2 separate regions of the Drosophila melanogaster genome follow, and region 2 is linked to region 1. Evidence: chromatin contacts called from public Hi-C data. All regions are on one chromosome and are shown on one strand. The core of a region is the stretch at or near the end of the contact, and the rest is flanking DNA. Distances in the headings are between cores, read along the strand shown.

The links. A called contact is a pair of places that touch in the nucleus more often than the background predicts.
Region 2: a contact with region 1 is called in a Hi-C map of the Kc167 cell line, with 2.1 times the contacts expected there. A contact is called at or near these places in 9 of 107 Hi-C or Micro-C datasets (the D17-c3 cell line, the Kc167 cell line, the S2 cell line and 4 more) and 2 of 7 datasets of targeted methods (both in the Kc167 cell line).

What each region holds. Positions count from the first base shown.
Region 1 is chr3R:13,384,572-13,391,454 of dm6, reverse strand. CG9799 reads left to right here and starts at 2,746. Exons shown (of 3, transcript NM_142027.4): 1 at 2,746-4,012; 2 at 4,076-4,507; 3 at 4,568-5,807. The coding sequence starts at 2,854. The coding sequence ends at 5,745. CCHa2 (CCHamide-2) reads left to right here. Exons shown (of 4, transcript NM_142028.3): 3 at 1,160-1,407; 4 at 1,696-2,396. The coding sequence ends at 1,782. It overlaps Droj2 (DnaJ-like-2), which reads right to left. Exons shown (of 4, transcript NM_169522.2): 3 at 6,876-6,883; 4 at 6,172-6,785. The coding sequence ends at 6,675.
Region 2 is chr3R:13,679,182-13,686,227 of dm6, reverse strand. flfl (falafel) reads right to left here and starts at 2,307. Exons shown (of 10, transcript NM_142047.4): 1 at 2,078-2,307. It overlaps omd (oocyte maintenance defects), which reads left to right. Exons shown (of 9, transcript NM_142046.2): 2 at 2,912-3,201; 3 at 3,266-4,041; 4 at 4,097-4,441; 5 at 4,499-4,763; 6 at 4,824-5,245; 7 at 5,305-5,949; 8 at 6,014-6,156; 9 at 6,216-6,640. The coding sequence starts at 3,095. The coding sequence ends at 6,497. Lkb1 (Lkb1 kinase) reads right to left here. Exons shown (of 6, transcript NM_169544.2): 6 at 6,798-7,046.

The DNA of each region.
Region 1 (6,883 bases), core at 1,497-3,996:
TTGCAAGCTGCAACTATCTCGAAGACACGAGTCAGACACGAGAGGGACATCGTTTTCCTTAAAATTATTAATAGTGAATAGTGAATGTCAAGAGACTTCTAGGCATCCGCTGCCATTCAGAACACATCTGTTCTCCCATTCAGTAGTCAATTATCCAAAGTTTTGGATTTGATTGCCTCTGAAACGGCATTTAAGATGTTGGCAAGCAAACTTGTTTAGAGCTCCCATGAGATTTCATTATAATAAGGCAAGATTGGTAGAATTACACAGATACCGTGTAAACTTACTAGATTCATCCCATTTAATAACCTTAATATTGAGACTACATCCTCACATATATTTCCCTATTTAAAAAATCTCAACCCCTTTAAATTTATTATATAAATAAGTAGAAAGTAATTTGGGATCTTTGAAGCTGAACGAATTAATATTCCCATTGATAGAAGCCACCGGAATTCGATTGGGTGCCATTGGAGTAACCAAAGTCCCATCAGCTTTGTAAAGTCATGCCAGTAAACCAACCCCCCCTTTATTTATTTAAATCCTGCGTATGTCAAGGACAACTCCCAAGTGTGCAACACGAAAATTTATGTTCGCCCGTGTGGGCGGAAATTCAAAAAAAAAAAACAGTAGAAAGTCAAAAGTTTGTTCACACACAGCCAGACAGGCAAACAAACGAAACTGAGCCGTGCCGTCGTGGGGTCAAATGGTTATCGCCGGATGTCTCTCTTGAGCTTTGGGGAGCGATTAAAGATTTTGGCAGTAACGAAATCCAAAGGAGCAAGTCTATCTACCCAGTAATGGGGAAAGCATTTTGGGGCGGTGCGTTGGGAAATGCACACGCATCGGTGGAAAGTTAAAGTGATGTGGGAAATGTGAGGATTTTTCCAGTATTGATTAGGATTCAGTTAAGGAAATTTTCCATTTATGGCTTGTCTTGCATATCTGCATTTTAAATTGGCAATTAATAAGTGTAGATTATAAATGTAAATGAGATCGGAAAAGTTTATTGTGATTGTTTGGCTTGTTAATTTATTTATTAATGTATAGTGTTACTAATATAATTTCGAATCCACTTGTATTTAATTTATTTTATTTAAGCTCTTGGGTGCTTTTAAATTAGGTTGACACTGCCTGACATATTTTCAATCTTTTTCAGAGGGATGCCAGGCCTACGGTCATGTGTGCTACGGTGGTCATGGCAAGCGCTCTCTGAGCCCCGGATCCGGGTCTGGAACGGGAGTGGGCGGGGGAATGGGCGAGGCAGCCTCCGGGGGGCAGGAACCGGACTATGTGCGTCCGAATGGCCTACTGCCCATGATGGCGCCAAATGAACAGGTGCCGCTCGAGGGCGACTTTAATGACTATCCCGCCCGTCAGGTGCTTTACAAAATCATGAAATCATGGGTAAGTGACCTTTATGTCCCGTTCTACATTTGGCAGCACTTAAAGATGAAAGTAGTCAGTTAAACACTCGTGATTGATTAAAATTACCCAGATTAAAACCAACTTAAAAATAGTTTAAATCTATTTGGATGTATTTTGCATACTTTTTCGGCGGCTTTTAATGCGATTTAAAACCATAGTTTTTTCCTTGATGAAAATATGAATTAGTTTGGGGATTCCTGGTTGAATGAAACGATTTGAATAGGATTGATTTTAACCCTTTTTACTATCGAATGTTTCCCCTTTTAGTTTAACCGACCTCGCCGACCCGCCTCTCGCCTGGGTGAACTTGATTATCCCTTGGCCAATTCCGCCGAATTGAATGGCGTGAACTAAGGCCGGAAAAGTTATCAATACAGAAATATCCACAACGTACATTAAAAACCGGAAATAAGCCTCAAAAACAAGAGCAACAACATCAAGAGATACAGTAACAGCAACAACAACAACATCAGCGACAACACATGAATTACTTATGAATGTTAATTACTTTCGCAACTTGTATAAAATGTTTGATAAATGTCTACACATACCAGGCAGTCAATTTTTATGCTAATTGCATAAGCATCGAACACATTAAAAAAAAACCCAACTGAAATTTTTAGGGGCTGGTAAGGATTTCAGTGTCAAAAAAAAAAAGGAGCAGACGACGAAAAATAAATCGAAGAAAACGGCAAAGACAGCGTGTTTCACTGTTCATATGTTAAATACATACGTATATTTTATTTATGTTTATTTACGAAGAAAGCGAAAGACTATATGTAGTTGTAATTTTATTTAACATACAAAATATATACATATTAACTTTGTAAACTGTGTATGTTAATCATTATAGGTGTATATGTATATTACGGCTGCGCAACACTAACAAATTGTTCCCAACAGTTTTATTTATAAAGAGATGCTTGTTTAAATATATAATAAAATGTGCTACAAAAGCATCCAAATTCAACGATTGTTGTTTTTTTGCATAATCTAATAGATTTAGGCAAACAAAATTTTCATCCCGAATCCTCCAATGAAACGAAAACTTTTTTTGGCTTCTAAATAATCAGAATTGATAAATAATCTATTTTTCTTCTAATTGTTCCAAATAATATTTGTAACTTACTTGAAAGCGCATACATAAATATTTCGTAACTTTTAGTTTGCAGTTTTTTGGGTTAAATGAAAATCGTTATTTTATTTTTGAAATAATCATTTGGCGCCAAAGTGTAATAAAATACGAATACCCCTTCTAAATTTCATTTAGTATATTTAACCATGGTTAGGTGAATTGTTTTCAAGCTCCGGTCACACTTCGCCACACGTGTTTTGGCAGTAAACATTTTCGGCATGTTGCGGAAATCGTTTATATTAGCTTAAAAAATCGATAAAAAGACAGAAAGAGACATTTCGGACAGTAAAATGACGCATCTGCGGTCGGAGGATAAGCCACAGTCGGAGGAGCGGAAGTCTGTGTTCAAGGAGAGCAGCTGCATCTTCCGGCGGAATCGAGCCCTCGGCTATGTGAGCAACCAGGTTCCAGCAGTCACCCGCTACGTGCAGCGTCGTCGGGACACTTTGCTGATCACCTGCATCGGCAGATCTTTTCAGGTGTACACCGCCAACCACTTTCGCCTGCTGCACGTTAGCGGATTGCATCCGGACGAGATTACGGCTCTGGCCACGGATCGACTGCACACGTACACGGCGAGCAACAAGTGTATCTACGCCTGGCGGGCGGGCAAACACATCCGGCACGTGTACCGTGGCCACCAGAAAGATGTCCACCTCCTGCTGCCTTTTGGTTCCAGTTTGATAGCCATCGATAGGCAGAATGTGTTAAAAGTGTGGAATATTTCAACCGAGGATGTCTATTTGGAAGTGCCCTTCCGGTCTGAGGAGTTCCAGATCACAGCTGTGACCCATCCGCCCACGTACATCAATAAAATAGTACTAGGCTCCCAGCAGGGCCAACTAAAGATCTTGAACATAAAGAAGAACAGTGTGGTGTGCACTTTGAGTCACCACGACAGCAGGATCACCTGCATTGAACCGTCCCCTGCTTTGGATGTCGTGGCCGTGGGACACGGGGATGGCACTATTATCTTGCTTAACCTTAAGTTCGACGAGGTGCTTATGAGCTTCCAGCAGGATTGGGGTCAGGTCACCAACCTTTCCTTCCGTACCGACGGCCCACCAATCCTTGTGTCCGCCTGCAGCAATGGTTACATGGCCTTCTGGAACCTGGAGGAGCGCAAGTTAGCCGGTCAGCTGCAAGCGCACGAGGAGTCGGTGACCACGGCCATTTGTCTGCCCAGCGAGCCCGTGGTCTTCACCACTTCACCAGACAATTCAATGAGGATGTTTGTTTTCGATATGCCAGATGGTGGTGCCAGACAGCTGAGGATCCGCGAGGGACACACAAAGCCGCCGTTTTGTATTCGCTACCACGGCAGCTCGGGCGTATCCATTCTCTCTTCGGGCGAGGACAGCACCATGAGAGTCTTCTCCACCATTTCCGAATCGCTGAACAAGAGCATGGGCAGGGCTACCTACAATCCAAAAGCCACAAAGAAGAAGAGTAAGTGTTTTGGCTTTTATTGCTCGCTTTAAAATATTTTTAATAGGCAACTCTTCTTTGCAGATCGCTTTGAGCACGATAAGTTTGGAATGCCACCCATACTGGAGTTCACATCGGATACGGCTCGCGAAAAGGAGTGGGATAACATCGCTGCCATCCATGCGGGCGTTATTCAGACGACAACCTGGTCGTTTGGCAAGAACCGTATGGGCGAGCACCGCCTGGTTCCGAAACAGTTCCAAAACAGCAACCGCACCAACTTCCAGAACGAGACCACATGCATTGTGCTGACGCACTGTGGCAACTTTGTGATCATTGGCTATAGCAGTGGCGACATTGAGCGCTTTAATATCCAGTCTGGACTCCATCGGGCTACCTATGGCTCTCCAGCCCACAAGATGGCAGTACGCGGCTTGGCCAGCGACAATCTTAACCAAACCGTCATCTCTGGCTGTTCGGAAGGCTTGCTCAAGTTCTGGTCATTCAAAGGAAAGGGTAAGGAATTGCCTACAACATAAGTTAATAAAACATTTGTAAAATCATACCATCCTTCAGTTGACAAGCCCTTAGCGACTCTACGCCTGGCAGATGGAATCGCCCTGATTCGACAGCACCGAGAGAGCTCCATGCTGGCCATTGGTCTGGAAACATTCAAGATTTTTGTCGTAGACATGCACACGAGGGTCATTGTTCGCAAGTTCGTCGGTCACACAGCCAAGCTGAATGACCTCACTTTCAGTCCGGATAGCCGCTGGCTGATCACCGCCGCCATGGACTCCACGATCAAGGTGTGGGACATACCTTCCTCCTACATGGTGGATCACTTCCGCGTCGAGGCGCCTTGCGTATCGTTAAGTATGTCGCCTAATGGCGACTTTCTGGCCACCGCACATGTTGGACTTTTGGGCATTTACCTGTGGGCCAACAAGACGCTGTTTAATCAGATTTCCCTGCGCTCCATCGATCCTTTGGAGCCGGCTCCGTACGTGGGATTGCCCACGAATGTGTGCGATGCCATGGAACTGGAAGATGGCATGAAGGAGCTAGAGATCGACGAAGAGGACGAGTCAAAACTCGGCGAGCTAGTTGACACCAAGTACGAAACTCCAACGCAGCTGTCCGAGGAACTGATAACGCTATCCGGGTTGGCTGCATCCCGTTGGCAGAATCTATTGGATTTGGAGCTAATCAAGCAACGTAACAAGCCCAAGGCACCACCAAAAGCTCCCAAACAGGCCCCATTCTTCCTGCCCACGGTTTCGGGACTGGAACTGCGCTTCGATGTGGAGAACGGTCAGAAGGAGGAGGATGAATCCCGGATTCGGAAGGCTTCTACTCTCAACAATCTTACTGCCTTTGGCCAGCTGCTGGAGGAAACTGCTGACTCCCTGGACTTCGCATCGGCTGTGGCGCACTTGACCCAACTAGGACCATCGATGGTTGACTTTGAGATCAAATCTCTGCACCCGGAGGCTGGAGGAACACTCCTTGCCATGCTGCAGTTCCTCAAACTCGTTAAGTTCATGTTTGGAACCAATCTGAACTTTGAGCTGGCTCAATCGTATCTAAGCGTCTTCTTGCGATCCCACGGTCTCGGGTTGACGGAGTTCCCGGATTTGGTAAAGGAGCTGCGCACTGTGTCCCAGGTGCAGCAGGAGGCTTGGCAGCGTGTGGAGGAGAAGCTCATCTATGGAACTGGAGTTGTGGCCGCTCTCCGAAACTTTGCGCACTAGTTTCCACCAGATTATGTTGTAGTTCATTTTGAAATTTTGTAAATAAATTTACAAAACATTTTACATTTTGAATTTGCTTTTGATGTTATTCCTTGCGACAGGCAGGTCCGCAGATTCATTTATAGGATGCTTTATAATCCTCAACAACTACAAAATCCCTCATTATATCCTTAACGATTTAATGGCATTACCATATATATCCCAAACTATCCTTATCTTTCTTTTTATCTTTTACTTATCCCAGATAGCATTTTAAATAATGTACTCAAGACGAAACTACTGCCATATGCCTGATATCTCCAATTGGCATTATTCGAATGATTCACACCTGCGGGTGACTATGCAGCGATTATGGAATCAATAGATAGCCGGAGGAAGGCAAGTGATACTGGAACTATGGGAAGAAGAATATACAGCATTTGGGTTGAAATTGTGTATTAATTATTTATTTGTTATATCCGTTTAAACTAACGCTTTTATTTATGCTGGAATTAAATAACTTAAACTTGTTCCTAGACGTGTTCGCTGGCGCGGACTTTAGATACGGTTCTAGTGGCGGCTAATTTCAATTTCAGTTTAGTTTAGTTTCAGTTTCCGTTTTCGATTCTTTGACAATCCAACGCAACATAAACATAAAGAAAAATGTTGGTTTACAAACAACCACGCGTTATAGACATAGTGCATATATCTGATAAGTTTCTTTGATTTATACCTAAATATCGTAGCTTGCATGAAATAACTTTAGATCTCTCGATTGGTTGGGCCTCCTAGTGTGAATTGGATGGTGTTTTAAGGTGCTTTTGGGAGTTCTTCGGCACTTGCAAGCGCAATTACAGTGTTCCGGGAGCTGGTTTACATATTATTACGGCTTGTTGGTTGGGGTATTATTAGGGCTGTGTGTCCGGGGATGCAACACGCAGCGGGGGCGCTTAACTCGATGTGCACTGCTGGACGCGTGGGCCATCCTGATAGCCGCCATCGTCCTCATCGTAGGCCATGCGCTGGTGTTGCTGGCGACGTTGCTTGGGATCAAAGTCCTCCTGCGAAAGATAAGCAAATCGATAAATAAATTAATTATAAATAATATATTATTTATATATCGTGATATAAACTACTACTGAAATACTCACCAAAACCG
Region 2 (7,046 bases), core at 1,058-3,557, 300 kb before region 1:
ATCGGATTCCAAGTCTGAATCGGTACCAAAACAAAAGTAGCAATTCAAAACAAACGTAGCGAGCGGTTTCGTTTACGCAATCAGCTGCGAAAAACACGAGAATGCTCATGTGTACATAAGTGTGTCCAAGTGCCGCACAGCGCCACAGATTTCGTTTATTATTAATTTTTATTAATAACCAGCGGCCGCAGAAGGTTGCGAAAAGTGCCGAGAGAAAATCTGTGTGCGAAATATAGAGCTCTGGAGTCGAGTCATCAATAAAGTCCGGCAAATATGACAACTTGGCAGTATTTTTTCGCCCCAGCAACAATTAGTTTTTATAGGGAAGTTAGTAAGAGATACAGTTGTGAACAAGTCGGTGGCCTTTTTGACTCTATTTCGCTACTACCTAGTTAATAACACGTGTGCAAATCGTATTATGAATCACTAGACCTCTTTTATTCAAGGCATTTTCGTTTGGTTTGTAGATTACAGTCTTAGTATGTTGTAATTAAATTCGTAGTAGAATTAAGTTTAGGTTATAGTAGACAAAAATACAAACTAAGATAGGAATTATGCCTATCAACAAGTTTACATCTGATTAGGGAACTTAAGGTACTTGGGTACAGTATTAAAACTATGAATAAAATTTAGGAAGGTAGCAGGAAATTAATAAATATTGTTAAGACTTTAAATACCACCGGTAATTGTGTGAATACAAATAATACAACTATGCTCCATCATTTCAACCGCAACTGTAAATGGATAATTGGAGTCTCGCTGCTCTCTTCCTGTTCTTCGCACACATACACACGCATGGGCGCGAACGCTGCAAGTGTCCGTGTGAAGAAGGAGAAGGCGAAGAGGTGGGAATCCAAAAGCTAAGGATGCAGGACTTCATTAGGAAGTGGTTCGCATATCCCTTTCGTTATCTTCTTACTTTCGCCCCCAGCAATGAAACGCCATGAATTGGGGGAGACGGAATCTAACGATTGCGAACGCGTCGTATCTTGTTTTTTGCATGCATGACAATGTGTGCAGAATACGCGCGCGCTCACACACTAAACCACTCGCACAACCGAAGGCGTGTGTGCATGTATGCAATTTTTTGGGGTGGTATTGGCGGTGAAGGCAGGAGGGATGAAGGGAAAGAGACGGGCGGAGAACTCGAAAATTTAGCAAGTAAACACTCTCCGATTGCGATTACAAAGTCAGCTAATTTCCTTTCATTTTTTATTATAAATTTTTGATTCCGTTTTTTTGTTGATGCCCAACAGTTGATGTATTTTCATACGCGATACACACACAACGCGCTACAGACACTTGGACGCACACAGACACAACGTCTGGCAAGTACATCGCTTTTTGGGCCGTCTCTTTTGCGGTTCATTCAATAAAATTATTGCGAATGGCAGGCGCAAAACAGAATCGCAAAAATTGCAGTGTATTGTGGGAAAGAAGAAGAGGCGTGTGGTAAAGAAAAATGCCGTCTCTCCACCACACACATTACACATGCACGCAATTTTGATCGCTACACGCGCCACCCACACTCTGCAATGTTTTTGTTGTTGTTGCAAGCCGATTTTGTTTTGATTCGATACTTTATTTATGTATACATAATATTTAGGAGCAGCGCATTTCCGCGATATTCGCTGGCGATTTTGCATTTCATTGAAACGCACACAAAACGCAGGGAAAAGAAAAACAGACGACGGCTAACTCACCTCGAACACACGCACACCTACAAACCACACACAGCGGAGAGCGAGGAAATTCAACACGACGGTATGCGTTGTTGCATAAAGTGCGATAAAAGGGGAGACACTGAAAGAAGCAAATCAGCCGAGTTGTATTCAAAATCGGGATCCAATATGGGCTATTGCCGGGATATATAGTCCGATTCCCTGGCAAGGCCGCAAATCATCCACGGAGTACGTGAGAACACACCGTCGGTCACATTCACAGTAAAATTCAAACACACACACACTAGCACGCAGACAACACAGAAGCCGCAAGAGGGCAAAAGAGAGCGGGAGAGAGAGAGCAGCAAAGAGAGAGAAAGAGCGCGGGGGCAAAAACCAAAAAGTTATACACTCACGCTGCAATTCCTTGTTTCTGTTTCTGGCGTTTTTCGCTTTTAGTGCTTAGCACGCTGGCTGCATTCGATCAGTTTATATACAATTTTCTCTTGCGCATATTTATTGGGGGATCACGAGTTAGTTTTCGACCAATATATCTTCCCGGATAATTGTAATTTTCGCTATTTTCCGCGGACCGACGCTAGAGCGTTGGTCTGACCACGACGATAATATCTGCGTATCGATACTCGGCCAGAGAGTACAGCGATAGTTGCATATGACGAGAATGTGAGCTGTTATCGATATCGAACTCTAGCACCCCTGTGACGCCACCATTGTTATGGTACTCTATTAACATATACTTGGCAAAACTGGAGCACCTTGAATGAATATTTGTACAAATCAGAGCAGAAAAAAGCAAACAGCACGACAAACTGCGAGACAGATTCGCCGCTTCGACGCCATGTTGTCTTTCGCTCTTGATTCGCCCCAAAAGAGTGTGCAATAATGCACGAACTGGGTTTTGGTGTTACCGTTTTTCGCACTCCCTACTGTTACGATAATATTTTAAAACAAAAACACGTTAAATATTATAAAATTAGAAAATAGAGCTATAAGTACGTTTACTTAGTATTAAAAAGAGCAAACAGTTTGATTACTCAGTAATTACATCCTCGATTCGAAAGTTAGCATTGTAGTAAACACATAATTCCGATTAGAAATCTTTTCCAGCTTAATTTAACTTGAATGTAAAGTGTCATCTTAAACTAATCTCAGGTGCTAGTTTATAATGAATGTAATGACACGTTAGAGTGCTAAGATATTTATTATTCTGTTAATTTTATGATTTTCAGATATTAAAGAATTTCGAATTTTCTGCCGCCTTAGTGTGGCCAGGTGGCGGCGGATTCCAAATGCCTGCAGTTGTGCCCCGTCGTTTTGGTATTCCGAGTGAAAGACGCAGCGACCCGCTGCTGCGATGCATTTGCTCACTTGGCCAACTTCGGTGCTGCGTTCCCGATGCCTAGGACGACAAAATGCTGCGCCAGAACCTGTTGGATCAGCTTAAGCACTTCATAGAGACGGTGAGCAATGGGCACAGTTGTCCGCAGCTGCTGACCAGCCCCAATCTCATCAAGCTCGCGTGAGTAGCAACCGCGGTGGTTAATAATGATGCCCGTAGTAAATAATTCCATGGATATTTGCAGACTGGGATTCCTGGAGGAGCTGCCCGCCACGCGAGACATTGTGTTCGAATACTTCGCCCTGCTGGCCGAAATCAGTGTGCAGCTGTATGTGTCGCCGGAGATGGCCGACCCAAAGACCGGTATGCCGGTATCCCAGGTGAAGCTGGCCGGGAATCGCCAGCAGCAGCAACGTGCTCCGGAATACGAGGCTTTCAATCTGGTAAAGACCGCGCTGCAGAGTCTGGTGTGGAAGGGACCGCCCGCCTGGTCGCCGCTCATCGCCAACTGGAGTCTGGAACTAGTGGCCAAGCTGTCCGATAAGTACACCCAGCGGCGGATGACCATCACGGCCAGCTGCAACTATTGGCTGGAGTGCAGCGCCATGCACGGGCTGATGACCCTTATAAATAGTTGTTTCCGAAAGTTAACCCAACCGGAGGAGGAGGCCTGCGTGGAGATCATGCTCAATGCCTTTCACCGGTTTCCCATGACCTTCGACTGGATTGTGGCGAGATTGGGCGGCTGTTTCCCTTACAAGATCATCATGCAGATTCTACAGTGCGGCATCAAGCGATTCGTCGATGACTACCGCTGCCACCTGGATTCGGAGGCGGGCATCCTCGATTATATGACCTCGTGCCACGAACAGCACCTTAGGGCAGCCTTTCGTGAGATGCTTAGGGAGGGATTCGCACCGAAGAAGCCGCTGGACGTGGCCGTTGTTCCTTTCCTGCTGATCACCACCAACTACTCGGACACGATCCTGCAGAGCTTGGTCAATGTGCTAGTCGAAATCTGTAAGTACTGGTTGAATAAAGAGATATATTATTTCTCTAACACAATGTCATGTAGATACCGAGGACATGTGCGAGGTGATAGTGCAGAAGGCGCCGTTGTGGCTGAGCAACAAAATGTTTGCCGGTATGCAGCCCACGCTGAATAATGCCGTGCTGCGCCTGAACGAGCGTGGAGCGACGTTGCTCCTTACGGCAGCCAAAATGGCCGAGAAGTATGTTTGGTGTCAGGATTTCCTGGACAATTCGATGCAGGAGCTGGAACAGTGGGTGCTCAACCAGCGGAACTTCCCGTTGCTGGCCGATCTGGCCTATGAGGAAACCAAGTACATGCTGTGGAAGAGCTGCCTCAGCACCAATCTCTTCGAGCAGCAAACAGCGGTGAGATTACTGCTGGTGGTCTGTGAGTAGAAAGTTCTTCAGATATTGAAATGGCAGACTTTACGAACTATTTTTCTAGCATCCCAGCACCCGAATATTTACTACCAAACTATATCCCAACTTCTAAAGAAGTCGTATGCTCAAAATCCCAATGGCATTGGCGCATTAATTCGCTTACTTGGCGGACAAAGCGGCATGGTTAACTTTCCGGGATTCACGCCAGGTTTCAAGATGGTCTTGGAGGACATCACGTTGGATGTTCAAGTTAACAATCGATTGCCAGTTCCGCCGGGCACACCCACAGAAGCCTTTAACACTTTCTCCAACCTAAACATACTTGCCAGGTAATTATTACTATTGTTAGATACATATAATTAGTGTTTCAAATTCATAATCTCCATCAGGATGCACAAGAGCAAGAATGTGGCTCCGTACATCAAAGCGCAGCATTTGAACCAAGCCCTCAACGAATGTCTTCCCAAAATCCTTCAAATCTTCGACTGCACCGTTAACAAACTGGTCCTGAGGATAGACAGGGATGCCGCCGAGCGGATAGCGGATAAATTCCGGGCGCAGCAAAGTAAAAATAGCAATAACAACAATGAATTGTGCAATGGCAAGGATTACGGAAAGCGCACAAAATTGGAGCCGGGAGAAGATAAGGTGGATGATGAGGACGCTACCCGCATGCGCTTGGCCCATCTCATTGTGGATCTGTTGAACAACATTGAAGCCGGCAGCCGGACAACTGTCCTGCGCACTCCATTAGTCCTCAAGCTGGCCACGCTAAGCGTAAAGTACTTCTTTGTGGGCTTAACCGAGAAGAGTAAGCGCAATAGTTGTTCCTTAGCCTTGCCTCAATATATTAACCATATCTCATTCTAGCTGTGATCCGTCGAGCAGCGGCTTCGCATCGCTCCTACACGCTGTTGCAGAGGCAGTGTTCCGCCCGGAAAATCGCGAGAACCGTCTGCCTGCGCGAGCTGGTGGAGCGCGCGCTCTTTTATCACGGTCACTTGCTTGGTCAGCTGGAGGTGTATCAGCTCGATGAGCTTGAGATACCCGAGCACGAACACCTCATCCTGCAGAATCTGCACACCAGCTCTGGCGCCAACTCGAATCGCTCCGTGCTGCATTCCGGTATTATAGGCAGAGGTCTGCGACCAGTGCTGCCCCCCAGCGAGCGGAACTGCGATGCGGAGAAGCAGGCGCTGTATCTTAAGGCATTGAATGCATGCTGCGCCGATCTGGAGAAGCCCAACAACGTGGAGGGCTACTCGCTGGTCTCGCTGCTGCTGGTCGAGCTGGTCTCCACGGATGTCATGTACAACGGCCTGCCCTTTCCGGATGAGGAGTTCACCAGGGTCACAATGGAGCGGGACATGCTAATCAGGAGAGCGTTCATCAACTCCCCAGTGCTGTGGGCTGTTTTGGGACTGATCGCCGGTCATAGGCCGGCGCTTTGCTATTCCTCCGTGCTACTGCGCGCACTGTGCGCCACCTGCTTGCATCACTGGCGGGGCAAGAATGGTGAGCTTGTCACTTTACTTGCTTATTTTCTATAAAGGTGCCTAATCATATTATACGTTTGCAGTCAATCGATTCCAGCCCACTGCTGCGAACGATGAGCTGATGCTGTGCACCAAGAAGATGCTGCAACTGCTGGCTATGAGCCAACTAATTCCACCTCCACTCACCAATCTGCATCTCATCATCGAGCACTTTGAATCGGCAGAGGTAGATCCATTATTTGCCCAAACTGTGTAGTAGCACCAACTAATGTATGACATTTCCAGATTGCCCTGCTGCTGCGCGAGTGCATCTGGAACTATCTTAAAGATCACGTGCCCTCGCCGGCGCTGTTTCACGTGGACAACAACGGGCTGCACTGGCGCAACACGAATACACAGCTGGCCAAGGTGCCGCCGCAATATGTGGACCCGTTGCGCCACCTAATGCAGCGTAAGCTGTCCACCCTGGGCCCCCACTACCATCAGATGTTCATCATGGGCGAGCTGATGGAGGGCGACTCAGAGCCAGATCCGACGGCCCGGCTGCAGATCGTTGAAATAGATTAAGCAAACGTAGTTAGCTAGCCTAATGTTGTAGTGTGAGCATGAGCGTGTGTGCATGGAATAATGGAGCGTCTGCGAGTGTTGAGTGTGGAATTTGGAATGTGCGAAATGTGCGAACTAAATGCAGTGTTTGTATTTTGATATTCAATGGGTTCTTTTATTTTCGTTTCATTGGTTTGTAAAAATTAAAATCTCAACCTAGGCCTTGCAAATACTGTCCAGCAGTTATTGTACCGACGGCGCCTGAAAATCGCATCATTCGTCGTGTGTAGTTTAGAATATAACGAAGCCAACAAACAATTTCACTTGAACATATTTCTTTATGTGTGCGACGCACCAATGGGCACCGTCTCCTCCGGCAATCCTCGGCTGCCTTCAGTACATCATAATATATTAACGACTAATTTACGCATTCATTTGTTTCATATAATACACAGTATTGTCACATGGATATATAGCTTTCGTGTCGCTCCCATAGCTCCCCAATTCCACAGCCAACTCCGCTGATGCGGGCTGTTGCTGCTGTTGATGCGACCGCTGCTGCTCCTGCTG